Linked DNA regions of Mus musculus: region 1 is linked to region 2. The links are chromatin contacts, called in public HiChIP or PLAC-seq maps. All regions are on one chromosome and are shown on one strand. Each heading gives the region's core, a stretch centred on a gene start, on an enhancer-like site or on the middle of the called end of the contact. The rest is flanking DNA. Distances are from core to core; before and after follow the strand shown. Region 1 overlaps Gm46261 (a long non-coding RNA gene). Region 2 has its middle 50 kb from the start of Gm46260.

What was found. HiChIP or PLAC-seq counts read pairs in DNA pulled down with a chosen protein or histone mark.
Region 1: an H3K27ac HiChIP or PLAC-seq map of SST interneurons shows a contact between it and region 2, with 5 times the contacts expected there. The contact joins two enhancer-like sites. A contact is called at or near these places in 4 of 484 Hi-C or Micro-C datasets (cortical neurons and neurons) and 1 of 115 datasets of contacts at active chromatin or transcription factors (SST interneurons).

What each region holds. Positions count from the first base shown.
Region 1 is chr11:56,631,597-56,635,157 of GRCm38.p6, forward strand. All of the region lies in intron 5 of Gm46261 (a long non-coding RNA gene), which reads right to left. Among named protein-coding and RNA genes, the nearest start is that of Gm32649, 9.8 kb to the left of the region's middle. Within about 2 kb of position 2,030, at least 1 of the 459 cell types and tissues checked has an H3K27ac peak or open chromatin away from gene starts, as enhancers often do. A contact at or near this core is called in SST interneurons, where this site is marked.
Region 2 is chr11:56,168,280-56,171,576 of GRCm38.p6, forward strand. No RefSeq gene overlaps it. Among named protein-coding and RNA genes, the nearest start is that of Gm46260, 50 kb to the left of the region's middle. Within about 2 kb of position 1,527, at least 23 of the 459 cell types and tissues checked have an H3K27ac peak or open chromatin away from gene starts, as enhancers often do. A contact at or near this core is called in SST interneurons, where this site is marked.

The sequences.
Region 1 (3,561 bases), core at 780-3,279, 460 kb after region 2:
CCATAAATAACTAAACAGAGAAATAATAGAACTACCTGATATTATGACTCAAATGGACCTAACATATATCTACAGAATATTTCACTCAACCACAAAAGAATATACCTTCTTATCAGCACCTCATGGAAATTTCTCTAAAGTTGACTATATACTCAGTCACAAAGTAAGTCTTAACAGATACAGACTGACCAGCCAGGATTGTCAATCAGTGTTCCCTAAGCTCAGAAAGAGATGTTCCTCACAAAATAAAGTGGGGAGAAAGGGAGGAAGAAATCTAATGCTAATCTTGGACCTACCACACAAGTCTAGCCCACCAGTATTGCCAAAAGCACATTTGCATTTTATCAACTACCCACTCCTCTTTTTAGAAACTGTCATGTCTCATCTCCAAAGTTTTATAATTATACCAAAAATTGCACTCTCTTACTTAGAGCTAAGAATTAGCTCAAATTTAGTTTTGAGTTCAATTCTACAAGCTTAGCCTCTCTGAGCCTGTTTCCTTAACAGAAGATTGAGTTCAAATGGTTTAATTTAGAGAGCACTTTACAGAAAAATAAGGGAGGCAAAACACCTATTAGAGCTTGCCATGAAGAAATTATCTGTAAAACAGAATCCTTTACTGTTGATTTTAATATTTTTTTTCTGTGACTGTTATTAGTGGATTGTAATAATTCTTCCTGATGCTGTGAAGTTCAGTTGACTATCTCCTAGGTCATTATAACAGCCTATGTCAAGTGTGGGTCCTATTGTCAGTTCAATAATGGCTCTAACACAGGAACCAGGACCATCCATTCAACACCACTTGAGTGTTTTCCCTGTTCTGGCTGCCTTTCTCAGATGTGAGGCTCTGCACAGGCTGGCTCCCTTGGCTCTCCAGGAGCTTAAGTTCTCAGGAAGCCTGTCAACAGACCACCAATAAATAAAAGTGGCATGTAGTAGATGGTCTGGGTGAGCTAACCAGGTGGCTGAAGAAAGATAATCAGGGGTAGGAGAGACAGAGTAAGGCATGGGATCCAGAGAGTAAGTAATGGTCCTGGCAGATGAAAGAGGAGGAGCCATCTACACAGCTGTCAGAAACACACAGGTACCTATGCAAAGGAAAAACAGGGAAAGGAGAACAAATCCTCCGAAAGAATCATCTTGATGTTTATGATGCAGAGAGGACAGGGAAACTGAGCATGAGGGAACACGTGATCTTATGATGCCAAAGAAGACGATGAAGAGTTAGGGAGGGCTTTAATCCAGATAGGCTCCAAGCACACTGTTTACACCAAGTCGTATATCAGTACTTTTTAAAGCTCTAAGGATGGCTCCTCTTTTAATTCCTCTGTCTCTGTCTCTGTCTCTGTCTCTGTCTCTGTCTGTCTCTGTCTGTCTCTGTCTCTCTCTGTCTCTCTCTGTCTCTCTGTCTCTGTCTCTCTCTCTGTCTCTCTCTCTCTCTCTCTCTCTCTCTCTCTCTCTCTCTCTCTCTCTCTCTCTCTCTCAATCTGTGTGTGTGTGTGTGTGTGTGTGTGTGTGTAAGCCAGAAGTCAACCTCTAGTGGTGTTCCTTAGGAGCTGTTCAGCTTGTCTGTTTTGTTTGTTTGTTTGTTCGTTTTGAGGCAGGGTCTCAAAGAAAATATACAGAACTTGCTAATGCAGACTGGAGTTGCTGGTCTGCAAGCTCCAGAGACCTACCAGGCCTGCTATTCCAACTCTTGGATTAAAAACACATACCTTGCTCAGCTTTTTACATGGCTCCTAGCAACTGTAAGAACGTTGCCAACTGAGCTGTTTCCCCAGCCTGCCTAGTTTAGTTTGCTGTTGAATGCAATTTCACCTTGGTCATCCTTGCCTTGGACCCCTGGTGCTGGTTATTGCCTCATCTCTACTCATCTAATCACCTGAAGAGAGAAATGTCAGACAGACACACCCTTCCCCATCATGGACTTCTCACGATGGCATCCTTGTGGCACCCTGTGTGATAGCCCATTGGGGACTTACTTGGCCCTTGGCCCATACACTCTTTCTCCTCCTCAGCATTTGGGAAGTTGGCTCCACTGCTGGAGGGAGACATTTTAGGAGAGGTTTCCATGGAAACTCAAACTTTCTCTCCAGCTGCTCATGCAGTTTATCCCTATATTTTTAAATGCACATTTCTTTTTGATCAGCTTTTGGAATCTTGCTCCCGTTGGGATAACTAGCACAGAATGTCTAGGAATATAGCATTCCTCAATCTCCAGTGAATGGTGTGCTCACTGTGTTCCCATAGCTGACAGGGAAGAGCATCAAAGCTGTGCTGCAGTGATGAATTGTTTCTCAGATTCCTCCCCACTGGTCTTTCAGGTAATCAGCCTTCCATTCCCAGGTGGCCTTTAGCAGCATTGATGGGACATCAGGAATCTTAAGAATTTACTTTTCAATCTCTGCCTGCTATCAAACAGAGCCTTTCCTTGTGACTCTAACTTCTTTTTCTCCATCACCATAAAATCCAAGGCCAGCTGTACTCTCTTTTTTCTAATCCCTACAAGTTCAAGCCTTAATCCAACATTATTGTGTCTCTTTAGTCTTCTTACCTCATATACATATTTTGGTTTTTGTGCTTGAACTTGAATACAGGGCCTTATACACCATAGTCAAGTACTCTAGCACTGAGCTATATTTCCAGTTCTCAAATCCACCCCTATCATGTTTTCAGTAGCATGTATCAAAGCTGACCATTCTAGACCTTCAGAACTGTGTTAGCATCTTTATCATACTTCTCAAAATAATAATGAGATCATTGTCTTGACACTTATACGTTTATTGCCCATCTCTCTATTAAAACACAAACTCCCTAAGGAATTATGTCTTTTTAAACTTCTGCACCTCTTATATCCACTGCTGTTTATCTGAAACAATAAAAATTAAGTAGTTCTATTGAGGAAATGGCAATATTTGGTCTAGGGAATGAGGAGGAGTGAAATAGTGAAATGGGTTCAGCTTTGTGCATTTGTGGAGTGCAGCCTAATTTTTCTCTATGAAGACAAGAGCTCTGAAATGCTGGGAAGATAAATCTGCACTAGCCATTTGACAGGAGGTGGATCAAAGCAGAAACTTTCTGTGGGGACAACCTTCAGTGTCTTCTTAACAACTGAGCAGGAGGTACCCAGGACCATTAACATGGGCCCCAAGCCTCAATAGATAAGAAGGAGAGTAGCAGAATTTTTAGTTAATTTTCTGCTGCTGTGATGAAACCGTATGACCAAGGCAACTTACAGAAAGAAGAGATTGTTTTGGTTTATGACTCCAGGGTATCAGAGTCTATCATGGTTCAGAGACATGGCCATGGGATGTAGGCATGGTAACAGGAGCAGGAAAGCTGAGATCTTACATTTGGAACCATAAGCATGAAGCAGAGAGCAATTTGGAAGTGACAAAGCTTTAAACCCTTAACCCCACCTTCAGTGACATACTTCCTTTAGCAAGGCCACACCTCTTAATCCTTTTCAAACAGTTCCAGCAACTGGGGACCAAGCATTTAACCGCATGGACCTATGGAAACTATTCTCATTTAAACCGCCACACATGCCATCGACTGAAG
Region 2 (3,297 bases), core at 277-2,776:
ACACCAGATCTGAGGCTATTCTCTTTTGACTGTGTTCACACGCAGATTCATGTCAGGTGATGTGAATGCCCAGTTCAGGACCTAAGGATCCGTCCTGACTTACTGCTGTGGGCAAAGGTTGGTTTTCAGAGTGAATCAAAGCTTCCTTCCTTGGCGGGTAGCTTAGATTGTGTTACAGAAATGGTCTGAGGATGTACTAAGCAATTCTGTAATGTTTGGAACCGGAAATCCAGTGCAGATGGGCCTTTTTTTTAAAGAAAATGTTAAAAAAAGGAGGTAATTTTGACTGTAAATGTCATTATGAAGCTCACTGCTTTGTATAATGAATATAGACTAATAATTTTTTTAAAGATTTATTTTTGGGGACTGGAGAGGTTGCTTATCTTTCAAGAACACTGGAAGCTTTCATAAAGCATATGGGTTTGTTTCCCAGCATGCATGGGGGAGCTCACAACTGTCTATAGCTCTAGCTCCAGGGGATACAATGTTCTTTTCTGGTCTTCATGGACACGTATGTGTGCTTGGTCCTCATACATAAACTCAGGTCCCCATACTCCTTTCAAAGAAGATTTAACTTTTTATTGTGTGCGTGTGTGTGTGTGTGTGTGTGTGTGTGTGTGTGTGTGTGACTGAATGGTACTTGCAGAGGTCAGAAGACAGCATCCATATGATACTCTGGAATTAGAATTAGAGGTAGCTGTGAGCCACTTGATATGAGTACTGGGAACAGAACTTGGGTGCTCTGCAACAGCAGTGGGCAGTCCTATATGCTGGGCCATCTCTCTAGACCCTGGTAAAACATTAAAATAAAGAGATGCTTTATAAAACCCAAAGGAGAAGCCAATCCCATCATAAAGTGGAAGAAGCTGAAGGGAGGGGATGGGGTCTCATTGACCCCCGTGGATCTAAGGTTCTGGGGTAGAATGTTGGCGCTGTCCATTTTTGGTTTCATAATAGGATGCATGATTGCATTCAAAGTACAGACACTGTGGTTTCTGATATTATTTTTGTCCCTGCTGAGATCAGAAAAAACAGTGATTTTCACTAAAAGCCCAACAACAGTTCTCTCCTCTACAACTCTAAGCCTCACCAATGGCAGTTCCTAGGTATTTTTCTCTCTCCTCTCTGCACTGACACTCTAATCATGATGATGGTAGTTTAAATAAAGCAGTAATAACGACTCACAAGAAGCTCTCAGTCCCCGGACTAGAAGAAAAGATGCCGCATTTGGGACTCTTAGGGTCTAACAAGGATGATTTTCTTGCTGTTGACTTATATGAAAGAGCTTATTGAGTAGGTTGGTGACAGCTCAGAGGAAACTGAAATGTATGTGAACAGTGGAGTCGACATCTGAGAACGCCCCTGTGTTGTTCACTGGAGGCAAGAAACATAGACTGCAGATTGTAGCAACTGCTAGACAAAGGGTGCTTACCAATATTGCTGGGCGAGCCTAGCACACACTGCTGTGGGCGAGCAAGGAGAGCTGGCTCGGACCTGGAGAGAACCCAAGTATCAGCGAGCAGCCATCTGGAGGATTCAGGCCTTCACAATGTGGCAATCAGATTCTCTTAAGAACTGATTGCTGGGCTTGTTAACTGGGAGGAACTGCGAGCAGTGTGTCTAATCATGGCCCGAGAACAACTTCTAGTAAATACGGACTTAGGAAGGAAAAACACTGAAGGCATCAATCTGCATCTATTGTGTCCGAAAAGGTCAGCGGCTCACTCCTTCCTTCCTGAGCTCTACAGCCCTCAGCCCTCGCCAGTGTCTACCTTCTGCTTTCCATAGCTAATTCCTGCTCTTTGGATCCTGTTTGCAGAGGGATACCAGTGGCTTAGAGAGCAGGGAAGGGTAATGGGATGTGTACCTTGGAGCTGGCTGTAATTAGTGCTTATGTTTGGGGAAGCACGGCATCCCTGGATGAGGAGTTACTGTAATTCAGGTGACAGACTGAGAAATATTCCCAGCTCATTTTTAAAGCATGGCACAGCTAAGGAGAATGAACATAATATCCCTCAAGTCAGGTTACAGGACAAACTGGAGGCATCTGCTTATACTCATGATCCCAGGAGTCCTTGGGAGTAGATGAGGGATGAGGGATGAAGGATGAGGGATGAGGGATGAGGGATGAGGGATGAGGGATGAGGGTCTTTTGAAGTCATAGGTTTAGGACCTTGCTGGGCAGCAACAGAAGCTGAGAATTCTATCCCCAAAATGAAAATAGAGAACTAATAGGTATGTGGTACCTAAGGTTCTGGCCAAGAAATGTAGTAGATAGCTTCAAAGTCATATCGAATATTGCTCATTCTCTCTCTCTCTCTCTCTCTCTCTCTCTCTCTCTCTCTCTCTCTCTCTCCCTCTCTCTCTCCCTCCCTCTATCTCTTAAGAGACTACATAATGTTATTTACACATACATGGGCTTGAATTTTGAATTATCTCTGTAGCCATCCTTCTACTGACATCATTACTTGCTTCCCTCTCTCTTACAACCACCAACCACTCCAGCTCCAGGGGATCTGATGCCCTCTTTTGGCCTCCAAGGAAAACATGCACGCAGACTTATGAAATTAAAAATAAAAACTGAAAACAAGGAAGCATTTTATTCCCTAGTATTTCTTTCTGTAGTTTCTTATCCATTTTGTTTTCGTTTCCCAGATTCCAAGCACAGGAGGAAAACCTGTGGTATTTGTCTCTGCAGGTCTTGCTTATTTCATGTAGCATGAACCTTCAGTTCCATCCATTTTCCTGCTAATGAGAAAATTTCATTCTTCTTTGTGGCTGAGCAAAAAGTCCCCTGTGTCTATGTACCAAATCTGATCCCCACATTCTCTGATGAGCTCCAAAGGCTAATTTCATAGTTTAGCTATTGTGGATCGCTCTGTAATAAACATGGCCACTCTTTTACAGGGCAGAAAACAGCAACCCAGGACTGTACAGAGAAACCTGTGGTCAGCCTATGAGTAGGTAAACTTGGAGCCTGGTCAGCCAAACAACTTTTTGTTGGCAGGGTTTTTGTGTGTGTGTGCTTCCTAAATTTAATGTTAATCAGAGCCAATCTTGACAGGCCCATCCTTTAGGGAACTTTTAGTCTAAAGATAAAAAAAGAAAAGGGTATTGATGATGATGGTGACACATGATTCTGGGAGTGGAAATGTAGCTTGGGGGTTGAGTGCATGAGCACGTACCGCTCTATAGAGGACCTGAATTCAGTTTCCAACACTCAAATCAGGCAGGCATCTCACAACCACCAGCCACTTGTAACTCCAGTTCCAGGCAATCTTATGTGATCTTCTGGCC